Linked DNA regions of Rattus norvegicus: region 1 is linked to region 2. Evidence: chromatin contacts called from public HiChIP or PLAC-seq data. All regions are on one chromosome and are shown on one strand. Each heading gives the region's core, a stretch centred on a gene start, on an enhancer-like site or on the middle of the called end of the contact. The rest is flanking DNA. Distances are from core to core; before and after follow the strand shown.

Evidence for each region. HiChIP or PLAC-seq counts read pairs in DNA pulled down with a chosen protein or histone mark.
Region 1: a contact with region 2 is called in an H3K27ac HiChIP or PLAC-seq map of oligodendrocytes, with 5 times the contacts expected there. The contact joins two enhancer-like sites. A contact is called at or near these places in 7 of 12 Hi-C or Micro-C datasets (the A7r5 cell line, the Rat2 cell line, kidney and 3 more) and 1 of 1 datasets of contacts at active chromatin or transcription factors (oligodendrocytes).

Annotation. Positions count from the first base shown.
Region 1 is chr1:130,635,142-130,642,741 of GRCr8, forward strand. It overlaps Lrrc28 (leucine rich repeat containing 28), which reads right to left. Exons shown (of 10, transcript NM_001108486.1): 3 at 2,714-2,754. Among named protein-coding and RNA genes, the nearest start is that of Lrrc28, 17 kb to the right of the region's middle. Within about 2 kb of position 5,155, at least 4 of the 93 cell types and tissues checked have an H3K27ac peak or open chromatin away from gene starts, as enhancers often do.
Region 2 is chr1:130,261,044-130,268,335 of GRCr8, forward strand. It overlaps Mef2a (myocyte enhancer factor 2a), which reads right to left. Exons shown (of 11, transcript NM_001014035.2): 9 at 6,517-6,643; 10 at 2,523-2,649; 11 at 1-1,085. The coding sequence ends at 716. Among named protein-coding and RNA genes, the nearest start is that of Lysmd4, 15 kb to the left of the region's middle. Within about 2 kb of position 1,403, at least 31 of the 93 cell types and tissues checked have an H3K27ac peak or open chromatin away from gene starts, as enhancers often do.

The sequences.
Region 1 (7,600 bases), core at 3,905-6,404, 380 kb after region 2:
ACTTAGCACACGCTACACAGGCAGGAGGAAGGACAAGGAAACCCCAGCGGAAGTGTTGAGTGTGGGTACATTTTGGTGACAGCCTGTGGGTGTTCGCTGGACTATGCTTTTATCTTTCTTTGGTCAGTTTGAAGAGTTTCGGAATAACAGGATGGGACAGATGACAATGACGAGACTCAGTGCAAAGATGGATGCAGGACGTTTGCTTTTCCTCTATCTCCCCAACACTCAGACCAAATAACATACAGAGCAAGGAACAGAAACAGACATCTTTCTGAAATGAAATTAAATACAGCTTTCCATACAATGAAATTAGTACAGAAAATATATGCTAAGCTTTTATTTCCCCGAAGGTAAATTAGATACAAATCCATGAATCACTATGCCTCAGTGACTATTCTACTGCTGTGAAGATGGCACCAGGACACACTTCTTCTGATAAGGCCCCAACTCCTGATCCTTCTAATCATTTCAAATAGTGCCACGCCCTGGTGGTTAAGCATTCAAATGTGTGAGCTTATAATAGCCATTCTTATTCAAAAGACCACACATTAAAAAACAAAAGTGGGGGCTGGGGATTTAGCTCAGTGGTAGAGCGCTTACCTAGGAAGCGCAAAGCCGTGGGTTCGGTCCCCAGCTGGGGGGGGGGGGGGGGGAAGAACCCAAAAAAAAAAAAAAAAAAAAAACAAAAGTGGCCAGGCTATGGTGGTGGTGGCCAATGCCTTTAACCCTAGTACCCAGGAGTCAGAAGCACTCAGATCTCTTGAGTTTGAGGCCATCCTGGTGTATAGAGTAAGTTCTAGAACAGTCAGGTCTACACAGAGAAACCCTAACTCAAACACACAAAACAAAAAAAGTGAAGCTAGGAGATGTTTTGGTGGTGAACGTGCTTGTTCTGCAAGCATAAGGACCAGAGTTTCAATACCCAGAACCCACATGAAAGAGAGCTCTTGGTGTGTCTGTAACCTTAGCATTGGAGGCCAAGGACAGAAAGATCCTGAGAGCTTGCTAACCAGTCAGCCAGCAGAGTCTGAAAGGCACACTATGGTTCAGTGGCAGGCCCTGTTCCGAGAGAGTAAGGTGGGCATATGCAGCGGTGTTGCAAGGCACCAGTGGACAGGCCTGCCTGTTCTCAGCCCAGAAGACTCTGACTCAGAGCTCCAAAATCTGTCCACCTGACTCGCTAAGTTCCCATGGTGGATGTTGCCACACATGCCCCACAATTCCAAATTCTTCCAAATTCTCATGGCTGGCTTGAGTGCCCTGCCGCTGCACCTTTCTCTGGAACCCAGTTGAGTCACCGCATGAAAGAAAAAGCCACACAGTCTTAGTTTAGAATCAACAGGTAACACAATTGCTGGGCGCAGAAACTAGCATCCTAATTTTATAAGCTATTCTAAGTTATAAATCCCAGTGGATCCACCATCTGGACCAGGGGCGGCTGCTACCTACCTTGTGCCTCTATTCTCTCTCCTGTCCAAAAGGAAGTAACTTTCTCCTGCTTCCCCTCTTTCTCTCTCCAACTCGTTAGTCCCACCTCCTTTTCACCCAGTGACTGGTTCCTTGAAATTTTTATTCATTAGGGGAAGGTTCTGCCACAAAGTGGCCTGTTTTCTCATGCAAATTATGTTGCCAAAAACCCTACATGCAGTGTCCTGAACAGAGGCTAAAGGAAGCCTGCCCCCAATTGGCTCTGATTGGAAAATGAAGTTGCTAGAGGCCCACTGCTGGGTAGGGAGACAGAGGCAGGACTTTTAGATTCCTGGGCAAGAAATGCAAGGGAGAGAGAAGGGAGTATGCCATGACAGGGGCATAGGATGGACCACACTGTGAAGGAGCAGGAGGGTGAGATAGCCAAAATGTGGATGCAAGGTGAAAGCAACCCCTTGGGAGGGCTGCCCAGAAGGAAAGAGGGCAATAAAATATAGATTTAGAGAGTGTTAACTCAGGAATACCAGAGGGGTGTGTGTGCTAGCTGTGGGGAGCGCTGGAAGTGCCCAACCACTGAGCTAAGGCATATTAAAATAGAAAGGTTGGGTGTGCACGTCTTTCATTCATGAATTCTTTTATTCGTGAATTCAGAGCTCTTGGGTGGGTGCAGAGCCATGGGTGCACCCAATGACCTCATCGGGTAAAGTGGACTTTTAGATATATACTGCTACAGACACTGTACATACTCATATACAAAGCATTAAAAATAATTGACAAAAGCATGGAGGGGTCTTAAGATGCATCTCAGTGGGGAAACTCTGCTCTCCCTACACCTTAAGAAAACAGAAACAAAAAGGTAAGTTTTGTAGCATTATGAAGGTGATCATCAAAAGCACTGAGTCTACTGAGACATGGAGGAATTGGAGGAATTGGAGGAATTGGAGGAAGTGGGCGGAGGCATCACTACCAGCCCTCAGGGAGCCTGTGTCCAGTTGGACATAGGAATAACAAGGGTAGGGACTCTCCCAGGAGCATGCACTTCCCAGAAGAAGGCAAACACGCTGTACCCAGAGCATCTTCATTGTCAGAGCTGAGCTGTTTCAACATATTAAAGGCTCTCACATACCACAGGGGCTAGCAAAGCCTCCGACCTACCCATAGCAGCAGCATGACAACCACACCCAAAAGTGATAAATGAATCTATTAAAATTATGTGTCCTACCATTTCAAATTACTTAAAGTCCCCATTCTTATGTTTAAAAATATGAATAAACACACTCACAGTTCCACAAGGTTTGGAAGCTTCTGAGCAAGGTTTTCTGGCTGAAAATCAAAAACTCAGAATTAAATTTTATCTTTAAAAAGTATTAACATTTTTAATTAACTTAAGCATAACAGAATATCTTCTTGGGATATAAATTTTGAGAAATGTGAAAATAGTAACAGTACGTTTGGGATTCATTCTTACACTGACCACGCGACACTTAGTATAGTCAAACAGTTAAAGTCAGCAGCCTTTGTTCACATTTGTCCTCAGCCTTTCTAATGCTGTGACCTTTTAATACAGTTCCTCATGTTGCAGTGACCCCCAACCATTATTTTTATTGCTACTTCATAACTGATTTTGCTGTTATAAATCATAGCATAAATATCTGTTTTCCAACATTCTTAGGTCACCCCTGTGAAAATGTTGTTCAACCCCAAAGTGGTTGCTACCTACAGGTTGAAAACTGCTTCCTTCCTTAGAGAAACCAGGCACCTCTCAGGAGACAGAAGGAAGGCGGCCATGGTGAGAGGTTGAGAAGCTAAAGAGGAAAACATGCACAAGGAATTCCAGAGACTATCAACAGCCTACACAGAGAGAAGGGCTCAGAAAAAAAGGGAACCCCACCCTGATGACCACACCCTAATTTTGGATGCTTGCTTCCAAAGTGTGAGCAATGCACTGCTGTTTGTACTACTTTGTTATGGTGGCCTCCAATAACAGCCCTCACTACCCCAATTCCCACACCCCTGCTGCCACAGATAGGCATCTCTGGGGCACTGAGACCCGAGAAGGTAGAGAATGGATAGAAAGAAGGACTGTGATCCCACACTTTGGCCCTGAGCTGGCATCTTAGAGGGAACGGCAGACTGATGAAGTAGGCGATGTGTGGGGAGGTGGATGGGGGTCCTTTTCCAAGGGAAAACTGCTACAATTCTACTCAACGGTTGAAAAGAACGGGGCTGTGGGAGGGTTGCTCCTGTATGGTTCAGATTTACACGTACATAAAGAGGTGCACTATGGAAACTGAAGGACACACGTGTTATGTTTTTTCATTCCACATCCCCCAAACACCAAAAGGTAAGCTGGCTTCAATGGCAGAACCAGGAATGGCTTTCAGAAAACAAAAACAAAACCTTGTCTGACATGGATTCTTAAAGACAAATATGAGATTGGCATGAGGTGGAAGGGTGGGGGTCTGTGGTTCACCTTCTGGGCACAGGAAGTAACATGTGACAAGGGGGAAGAGAAAGGGGTGTTTAGAAAATTATCATTTGGTCGGTAATGCCTTAGGACATATTGGGTTTTATAAATCCTGTTATATTGAGGGGCTGGCCAGCCTTAAGAATATGCGATGGTTTGAATGAGGTGTCCCTCCATGGTTGGTGCCTCTGTTTGTGCAGGTTTAGGAGCTATGGTCCTGCTGGAGGAAGCGTGTCACAGGAGGCAAAGCTCGGGTTTCCAAGGTCTGTCAGTCCAAGTTGGTTCTGTACTCCTTCTTGCAGCTCAGGATGTGAGTCCTCAGCGGCTACTGCAGCAGCTGCCTCATCAGGGCAACAGAAAGTCATTCGAAACACATTCTGCTCTTGAGCCTACGTCTGGAGGTCACAGCCACCTATAATTCCAGCTCCAGGAACTCTGACGCCCTCGTCTGGTCTCCTTGGACACCTGTACTCACACACACACATACTCCCCCAAGCGCATGTAAATTTAAAAACTGAGCCAAGTAAAAATCAAGTATAAAGATACTTTTGCACAAAATGGCAAGAACTGTTAGGTTTTAATGTAAGACATTACTACAGACCCATGCTTAAACATTTGGTCCCTGGATGGTGGTGCTCTTTGGGGAATATTGTACAGCCTCAGGAAGTAAGGCCTAGTTTGGGAGGTGGGAAAGATGGGCCACCATGAAAAGAGATGTGACTAATACGTGGGCTTATATTTTATTCTAAGGCATAGATTTTTTTTTAAAACCCTAAACACAATGGGAACCACTGGTTTTATTTTACATAAGAAAATAACAATTTCATACAGGCATACAGATACATTCCAACTGCTTATATATACATCGCCATGGCCTTTTGTCATAAGCTGCATTAGTAAACACAGACATTGTGAAACAACTGAAGTTTTGAGTTCTGACTGTTGACAGAACAACTTAAACATTTAAGCTGTACAAGCTGTGAGTTCACACAGTATACACTCAAACTTACTCCTTCAGTGTCACAAGTGGATCTAGCCAAATCCCTATATGGTCTTTTAGTATTGGTATCTTTCCTCGTAACAACACATGCTTCCATTTATGGGCATACCTAGCAACACTAGAGAACTGTAAAGCAATCAGCAGGGAAGAAATGCTCAGACCGTTATCGGGTTTCATGTGTGGAGCATCAACATTGTTGGTGGTTGGCTTACACGACGCTCTGCTTACTTGACTCGATCACACAGCATTCTATGATACACTGCTTTGCTTTTAGTTTGCTTTTTGAGTTAGAGCTATATACAAAACACTGACACCATACTTCTGCTACTGACAGGCATCAGTGTGAGCTTACTGACAAGTTAAATACATTGTGTTTTTATTTAAAAGCAGGTATACTAACTTTGAGAAGACTGTGGTCCATGAGAAGACTGCCTTTTGAAAATACAAAATAAGTAAACGCATCTCTCAAACAGCCTAGGAAACAGCGCCTATTGAGCAGGCCGTGACTGCCCCCTACTGGTGCCTAAGAAACTTCATTCATCTGTGAGCAGGCCGTGACTGCCCCCTACTGGTGCTCTGTAATATCACTCCCTCCTTTCTAATCCCACATTTTCGGTACATGGAAAATAGAAATTCCATTAACATTTATATCAATAAATTTGCTTCATGCAGTGCTTCCAATGCAAAAGTAAACTTTTTTATGTATAGCTGGCATAAAATGTTGCTTTCAAACTCCCCTTAAATGTGAAGACTTTTAAATGTTTATAACTTGGGACAAGTATTTCATCTTTTTTTTTTTTTTTTTTTTTTTGCTTTTTTTTTCGGAGCTGGGGACCAAACCCAGGGCCTTGCGCATGCTAGGCAAGCGCTCTACCGCTGAGCTAAATCCCCAACCCATCTATTTTTTTTAAAGATTTATTTATTTATTATATATAAGTACACTGTAGCTGTCTCCAGACACACCAGAAGAGGGAGTCAGATCCCATTACAGATGATTGTGAGCCACCATGTGGTTGCTGGGAATTGAACTCAGGACCTCTAGAAGAGCAGTCAGTGCTCTTAACCACTGAACCATCTCTCCAGCTCTATTTCATGTGTTTTATAAACCACAACAGATCTGTGACATTCTGTAGTAGAGACTGCCCTTCCTACTCCTCTCCTTCAGAAACTAGGGCAAAAATGATACAGTCTAGGGGGCTTCGTCAGGCTCGAGGTTTGGGATTTTTTTGTTTGTTTGCTTGTTTTGTTTTTCTTTCCTGCCAACTAAAGAATTAAACGGCAGGAAAAATCTTAAGCCAGGTAGAATCATCTCAAACACTGCTAACAGGAGCATACAGAATTTGCTGTCAAGGAAAGGCATTTAATGGGGATGAGGAAAAACACAGGCTTCCAGCAGACACACAGAGAAAAAGGCCCCTAGAAAGTGGGCAGAACACTCACAAAGCCAAAAAATCCAGTCTCTTCTCAAGGGTTGGGGTTTTTAAGTCTTTGAAGAACTTTTCTTCCCTTAGGGTTGGTCAGTTTGAAGAAAGACAGGATGGACAGATGGCCTACACCTCTTGTGTGACTTGGCCTTCTAGGAGATAAAAGCCTACAAGGCTTTGTTTTAAGCTGTCAGGCTTTTTTCTTAAGTCAGGAGGGTAAGGAAAACCTGGCCATCTTGGGAACCTGTCTCCTTAACCCTGACCCTCTCCCTGTCTGTTTACCTCCCAGAAGTCTAACTCCTAGTCTCTCAAAAGAAACTGCCTGCTCCACAGTGACTTCAAGATGGTAACAGCTTTGTTAGGGTTCACCCCTGAGGGAAAATACCTCAAGCCAGAGTACTCAAATAATCTGCAACTGTTTGCATCCCTTAGGAATAAGAAATACCTAGTGGCTATAAGCTACTAGGACCCAAGGTTCAGCACCTGCTGCAACCTAACATCTAATAACACATCTCACAGAAGTCACAAGTTTAGGCTCTTAGAACAGTTAAAGAAATTAAAAGGAATGGTCTGTGTCCTTATTTCACACTACACAGGAATTAGCTCAATTCAACAACTTTTAGTTTAGGAGCTAAAACCATCACTTATACAAAACAGAAGAATATGGTGCTAGAGAGATGGCTTGGCAGTTAAGCACACAAGCTGCTCTTCCAGACGACCCAGGTTCAATTCCCAGTACCCACATGTTGGCTCATGACCATCTGTAACTCCTGTCTCATGGGATCCCATGCCCTCTTCTGGCCTCCATAGGTACTGCATACATGTAGTGTAGAGACATAACTGCAGACAAAACACCCACATGCATAAAATGAAAACAAATTATTTAAAAGAAAAGGAATAAATGTCCTTACTATTGGATTTGGCAGTAGATTTCACAGATGGTATACAAAAGCAATGCTACAACAGGGAAAAAGTATATAAGTTGAACATCCTAAGTAAGACCTTCTGTACATAAAAGGACACTATAAATAAAAGACAATGTATAGACTGAGAGAAGTATTTACAAAACACATAGCAGGTAAGGATCCAGTACCCAGAACATAAAAGGACTATTGTAACCCAGTAACAAAAAAGCTACTGAAAGATGGACTAATTATTTTAAAAAAATCTGCTAGAGATGGATTTCAAACCTCCTTAAAGGCTTGGCTCCCATGATGCTGCTTTCCGGAGATGGTGAGTCTTTAGATCACAGGGAAAGTCAACTTGAAGGGATTTGAG
Region 2 (7,292 bases), core at 153-2,652:
TGTTAATGCTCTATATTTCTAGGCTAGTATTTCTGAATATTTCATGCGTGTTTTCTATTCTCTCTTTTTAATAGCTAAAAATCACTTCTTTGACCCAATACATTTTTTTGCACGTGCAAAACAGTTATGTGTGGGGCTCTTTGTTTACTGTGTCTGTTTAATATAGACAGCCCTTGCCCATGCACCCCTCTGCAATAGACCCATGCCAGGTTGGGTTATTAATATAAATGACTTTATGTACAGTATTGCTTTCTTGGTTCCTGCTTTTCTACTGCTCTGTTCTACAAAGCAATTTTTTTTTTTTTTGAAGTAACTACAGTCACCGCACAGGTAAATAAAACAAATAGGGGCCCCTAGGTTTCTGCAGGCTAATGTGGAAGAATTATATATGGGTACACGTTTCTCTGCAAAAACTTTATCTTAGGAGACAAGTAGTCCAAGGAAGTGCCAGGCTGGTCTGTCTCTACAAGGTGCTCTGTGTGCCGTGTGCACACATCTGCATACCTACAAGGAGTCGCAGTAAGTGCCTGATTCTGTGTATGCAACACACACCCACACATACACACACTCACACCGACATACATATATATGTAAAGGGATATATATGTATGCATGTACATATAAATATATTGAACTCATGTCCTTATTCACCAATTTAAGATATGTAGGGCAGTTCACTGCAGTAACACAAAGAACAGACATGAACCAGGAAGCCTTAGGTCACCCATGTGTCCATCCTCATGCGTTTTACAGAGGGGCTTTCTCTGTCCTCAGCATTTGGAGGTCGGCCAAGCACAATTGGAGAATGGAAGTCGCCCCGTGGATCCTCCCGGTCACTGCCATCGTAGGAGCTGCTAGAGCTGCTCAGACTGTCCACAGGGGAGCGCCCCATTTCCTGCCGGGGTTGGGGCTGGGGCTGTGGAGGTTGTGGCGGTGGTTGCTGCTGTGGCTGCTGCTGCTGCTGCTGCTGGAAGCCTGATGGGGTCATTCTATCACGGGGAGGTGAAATTGGCTCTGACTTAATGTTGATGTTCTGGTTGGTGTTAATGGACAAATTTGAACCCTGAGATAACTGCCCTCCAGCCCTGTAGAGAAACAACAGTGGTGAGATGGTTTGACAGCACATCTGTTTACCTCACCCAAACAAAGCTGTTTACCTCAACAAAGCTCAGCAAACTGTCTGCCTGAGAAGACCTGCGAAGACTGAGGGTCTAAGATCCCTTACTTTTGCATCTCAACTCTGAAAAAAACCCCAGTTTTAGTATCAGGTGTTGTAACAACAACATGGACCTTGAATTCTGTTTTCTATCTCCCATCCCTCAGGATCTTCTGTACTGGGCTCTATGACAAGCACATCTCATGCTTTCCCAACAGCCATGAGATGTACACTGAGTCATCCTCATTTTCATGAGAACAAGTAGTTTCAGAAAGGCTAGGAATGTGCGTGGTAGTATGTGAGACAGGACTTCCGAGTCTAGGGCCTTTCTACTTATTTCCTGGACTTGTTTTTATTTATTCTTCTGTCACCATGCCTCCCGTGTTGCCCAGGGATGGTCTTCAATTCCCAGCTCCCCGCTTCTTGAGCAGCTGGGATGACAGGCAGCACTGGCTGCCCAGCTTTCCATGACTCACTCAGGACAGCCTAGGGCTTCAATAGCACACACCTCCCTAAGGCACTTGGCACTTCCATGCGCCACACAGTTCTCTAGAGTGACACTGGTGACAGTCCACACGTGCAGTTCTTTCACTGCCCAAGAGAAAGGAGTTGCTAGCTCTCTGGGCACTATGTGCAGGAGGCTAGGGTGCCCAGGCCTGATCAAGTGCAAAGCAGCCAGCTAGCTGGTGCTATGCTGTCCCTCTTCGGGATGCCCTCCTGTACTTGTTCCTTCTGATGTTCAGGGAGTCTGGCCTCTTCTTGGCACCATCATAAATCTTCTCTGCTTTATACCTTGCCTATAAGGAACATTCCTCTTATGAATGAAGTAGTTTGTAAACTGGGCCAGAAACAATCAAATGAATCCTATGGCACTGGACTCATACACAGAATATTTTCAATTCTATTTTTCTTCTACTAAGATCCAAGGAGAATGCATAAGCTTGCTGTCCTCTTCTCCAAAGCAAAGGAGAGAATGCAGATGAGCCTAAATGTTTTCAGCTCCCTTTCCTCAGAAAGCAAACTCAGAGATCATGCTGGGACACAATGGCTTATTCATCTGGCAGTGAGTGAGAAGGGAGCCTGCAGGTGCCATCTGCATTGTAGGGTTCCCTTGGTACCATCAGAGACTCTCCACATTTAATAAGAAAAGTTTTGCTCCACAGATCCCTTCAAGGAGCGCCTGGTTCCTCAGCACCCACACTGCTATCTAGAGCTCTGTTAAGAAGACACTCTCTCCTGACCCTTGTGTGAACATAAGCGAGGGTCATGGCAGGGCTTGTTCCTGACAGCCCACAAAGTCAAAGAGGACTGACACAAGTATGGGCAGGCCAAGTGCAAAAGATCAGGAAAATTCCCAGTTACTCACACTAGAGAGCTGAGGGCCGCTTGTCCTAGATGGTGCTGCTGCCAGGCTGAAGCCTGCCCCAGAGACAGCATTCCAGGGGAAGTAAAGCCTTGCAGGGCGGACAGGTCAGCGCTGGTCAATGAGTAATCTACAAAAGAAGGATATTATTACTACACAGATAAATATACCTGGCCCTTGGGAAAAGATAGACACTGGAACACTGTATTGAACCTGCATTGACAGGCGTTGATGCTCAGCAGGACAGGAAGGACGAACCATTTCTTGCTGAACGAATACACAACACAATCAACTACATTTGCTTCAGGAGCTCCCCGACTGCACATGTCACCTCAAATTCATGAACATCTTTCTATGACATACAAGTCATTTTCTACGAATGCTTCAGTCACAATTACTGTGACCAAGGCTTAGGTTGTTAGATACTGCTTACATGTACTTACTTTAATTCATCATCAACACAGGGTTTCCATTTAGTTCTGAAGAAAGGAGGCAGAGACTGCTACTTTTAACTTTTTTCTCATGTTTCAAAAAAGGTGTTTAAAGCAGTTGGTCCTCTAGCCTGATGTCTACTCTAGTAACCCTTCCAGTCCATAATTCTCTCTTGGCTTCTTGGCCTGTCCAGAGACCCACTTGACCATCTCCATAAACACCTTAATTCTGGCATAACCCAAACTGAACTCATGTTCTCAAAGCTGTCTTTCCTTTCTTGATAAGTTGCACCAACATACCCAATGGCTCATGCCAAGAAAAACCGAGTGTTCACATTATTTCTCTGCTGCATGCTTAACCTGAGCTATCAACAACTCTAGTCAATTCTACCTTGCTGTCCCTTTAGCTTGAGGAGGTTCCAATGTAATCTAATACTCTGGTCTAAGCCACCAGTAAACCATTACTTGGACCACTAAACAACCTTTCTACGACCTATTGGCACTCACTTAAAAGACAAGACTTGTTTTTATCATTTTAGTTATGTGTCTGGGTATCTGTACACATGAGTAAAGGTTCCCACAGAGGACAGAAGAGGGTGCTGGACTCCCCTGGAGCTGGAGTTACAGGCAGTTATAAGCTGCCTAAAGTGGGTGAGGGGTCCAAACATGGATCCTCTGCAAGACTAGCACCAAGTCTTAACCAAAGAGCCATCTCCTATGACCACTCGGCCATTAGAGCCAAAACTGACATGTCTGAAAACAACAATATGATCGTAATGCTCTGCAACATACCCAACAAATCCCACTCTTCCAGCTCAACTCTCACTGCCCTTCGTGTGACACTCACCTTGCTCTGGCTGGTGGCCTCCTGCCTATGTCCGTGCTGACACAATAGGAACAGGACTTTCCCAGTGCTAAGGGTCTTTCTTATGGCAGACCTCAGTTCCACTACAAGACTACACACTTTATTTACAGGGCCTGCCAGGGCACCTGTCAGACGTGCTAATGCTTTTTAAAGCTGGAGTGATGTTACTGAGGGCATGAGGAAGTGTCCATGAGACCACAGGCTATTTTTGAAAGTTGCTCCTTTATTCATATCTTTACTTACTGCCTGGCATGGTGGACTTGACACTAAGAATCTACAGAAAAAAAAAATATACACAATAATATGGGAAAAGAGAAAACACAAAAGGAAACAGCTATTCTAGGGAGGAGAATGACAGTGACCTCAGATGGAATGAGACTCATGCTTAGTCATGATTTTAAGGGCGCCCGACTCCACCCACTTTTTATGTGTTTCAGTAATTCCTTGGAGACTCGGTAAAAATATATGTATGCAATATTAAAAAGTGCTTATACATATATACATTCTTTAGAAACTAATGGTGTTTTTAAAAACGAGTAGTATCACAGTAGAATTTTGAGAATGCTGGAAGGCATGCAATGAGGCACACAGAATACTGCAGTCTAACTCTGATACTCAATCCACACTGGGCCTCCTCAGCGACACGCATCTGTGTACCCAACCTCTCTAGCTCCCTTCTTTCCTAGCTTCTCAACCTCAGCACAAACTAGAAAGTCTAACAGTGCAGAACTTTCCTACAAATGCTGACCAACTAAGCTGTGTCTGCTCCTCATCTGTAAAAAAGATCTGCCCTTAACTCAAAATCTCTTCTGCAGCAAGTAACTGATGAACTCGAACAGAATTTCTCTAAGTGTTCAAGCTCTGGTCTTTTCTGAAATTAGTTCTGTGCAAGACAAACAATGGGCTACAATTCACAGGCTACTAAGCATCTGATAGACTGGAGCAGTTTGTTTTCATACAGGTACCTGGGAAGGTAAAGGTCATCCCCTAGGCTTTGCCAACAAGACCATTACAAGTTGTTTGGAAAGAACTAGCCCTGGAGTTAAAGTGCCAATCAGAGGTATAAACTGCTTGACCCTCCAGGTAGCCCCACATAGCAGTTTTAGTACTGATGCCAAAGCATTTACTCTGAAGTCTAAAATTAGGTGATCTCCGCCACAGTCCACTTCTGAGCGTCATAAAGGAGACTCTTTTTTTTTTTTTTTTTAAGATTTTATTTATAAGTGAGTACCCTGTCACTCTCTTCAGACACACCAGAAGAGGGCATCAGATCTCATTACAGATGGTTGTGAGCCACCATGTGGTTGCTAGGAATTGAACTCAGGACCTCTGGTAGAGCAGTCAGTGCTCTTAACCACTGAGCCATCTCTCCAGCCCCGCGATGCAGCCTTCTGATGACAGAAAAGGTGTTCTTTCTTTTTTTTCCTCCGTCCGTCCGTCCGTCCGTCCATCCATCCTTCCTTCCTTCCTTCCTTTCCCAGAGCCACAGGAATTTGGCCCAAATGGGGAGAAAGTGAAACTGCATGTGCTTTCTACCTGTCTTAGAATGATAGACCCAATAGTGAACTCTCTGCTGTACACCAGTTCTTCATATGGGCCATCTGGCTAGGCTAGCAGCATCCCTCCCCATCACTGGGATCCTCCTTATCTCTCTCTGTGTCTGTCTGTCTGTATCTGTGTCTCTCTCGTCTCTCTTTGTGTGTGTGTGTGTGTGTGTGTGTGTGTGTGTGTGTGTGTGTGTGTGCGCTTCAAGACCAGGGGGTTCTCTGTAAAGCCCTGGCTGTTTTGGAACTCACTCTGTAGAACAGCTAGCCTTGAACTCAGAGATCTGCCTGCCTCTACCCTACTCCCCACCACAAGTGCTGTGGTAAAAGGTGTGTGCTACCACTGCCCAGCTACTCCTAAACTTTAACAGCCTTCTGTCTTGAGACTATTTTAAGATGAGAAGTCCGAGACAAAACAAAACAAAGAAACAAATGAATGAAAACCTCTTCTCAGCAGCAAAGCGACTGGCTGTGGGGAGAAACAAGAGCTCATTCTCCTCCACAGGTACAAACAACATAGACCAAGCCAGTAGCTACAGGAGAAAAAACACACATCGCCTGCCACACTGAAGCACCTTCCATACCCCTAAGAGACCTCTACCCTTTCCCAGAGCAGGTTTACAGCATAAAGACAAAACAATCTGATTTCAAAGTTGAGGAGGAACAAGATACTGTGCAAGAAAAGACTTCATAAAAATACCGAAGCAATTTGCCTCCTACCTTTCTTGGCTGAATGTGTGCTAGAGTTGACAACATCTACTTGCTTCTTTCTTAAGAATCAGTAAAAGTCAGACATAGTGGTACACACCTTCAATCCCAGCACTTGAGAAGCAGGGGAATGCTTTTGAGACCAGCATGGCCTACAGAGTGAGTTCTAGGACAACCAAGGCTACACAGAGAAACCCTGTCTCAACCCCCTGCCCCTCAAGAAATAAAAGCAGTAAAAGCTCATGTTGGAGAAATAACTTACTTCATTCTATTATCAACTTATTTTATGCAACTTTTTAAAGTTTTAGCATTTTTAAAAAAATATATTTAAAATTGAAACAAAAAACCCAGAGATAGCATTATCAATAAACATGCTAAAAAATTACAAAAGTACATCTTGTTTAGAAAAGGCCAAGAACAGAGTCAGGAAGGGCCCCGAGTCGGCTCACCAGTGTTGTAGGCTGTCGGCATGGCCGAGTACACTAGTCCCTGCGGAGGCAAGCTTGGAGTTGTCACAGACACCACGGGCGTGGCAAGAGGTTGTGTGGCTTGAGAACTACTTATCCTTTGGGCATTCTGTGAGAGATCAGAAAAAAAGATTAAGTGTAATTATGTGATATTTAGTTCAGACTAAATATTTTAAAAATAACTTCCAATTTAAATGTGACACTTCACAGTTTTATGTGAATATCATTATTTCTTGAAACAGTGATATGAAAACCTTAAAGATATTAATGGGAATAGCTAAATAATTAAGAGATCTATCTTTGTATTAATTATTCATTTTCCCCTTTAAGACTACAGCATATTAATCCTAGATGCATGTCTTAAAATAGAAACTTACCTTATGGGTGATTACACTTTTGTGTGATAGCTTAATGAGGATCTGATATCATTACAAGTATTGTTCAGCTACATTTAATGAGGTCTGCGTGTGTTTTAAATAGCTGATGGCAGCAAAAGTAACTTGTCTATATGAGATTATAAATCTAGGACTACAGGAATCAAAGCTACTTCCTTTGCAGTCCTTATACACTAATGCTTTAGTTGTGGCTTAGTCCATGTAGCTTGTGTTATGGCTTCCCACATGCTCACCCTGCAGGTGATTTAGGTTTTAACAGCACATTCAGATCTGTATCATTCTGGTCTTCCAGTTTTCTGAAAGAAAAGGCTCTAAGTTTCTCAATAATGTACTTTTCAAAAGCTATTAATACTGACTCGCTGT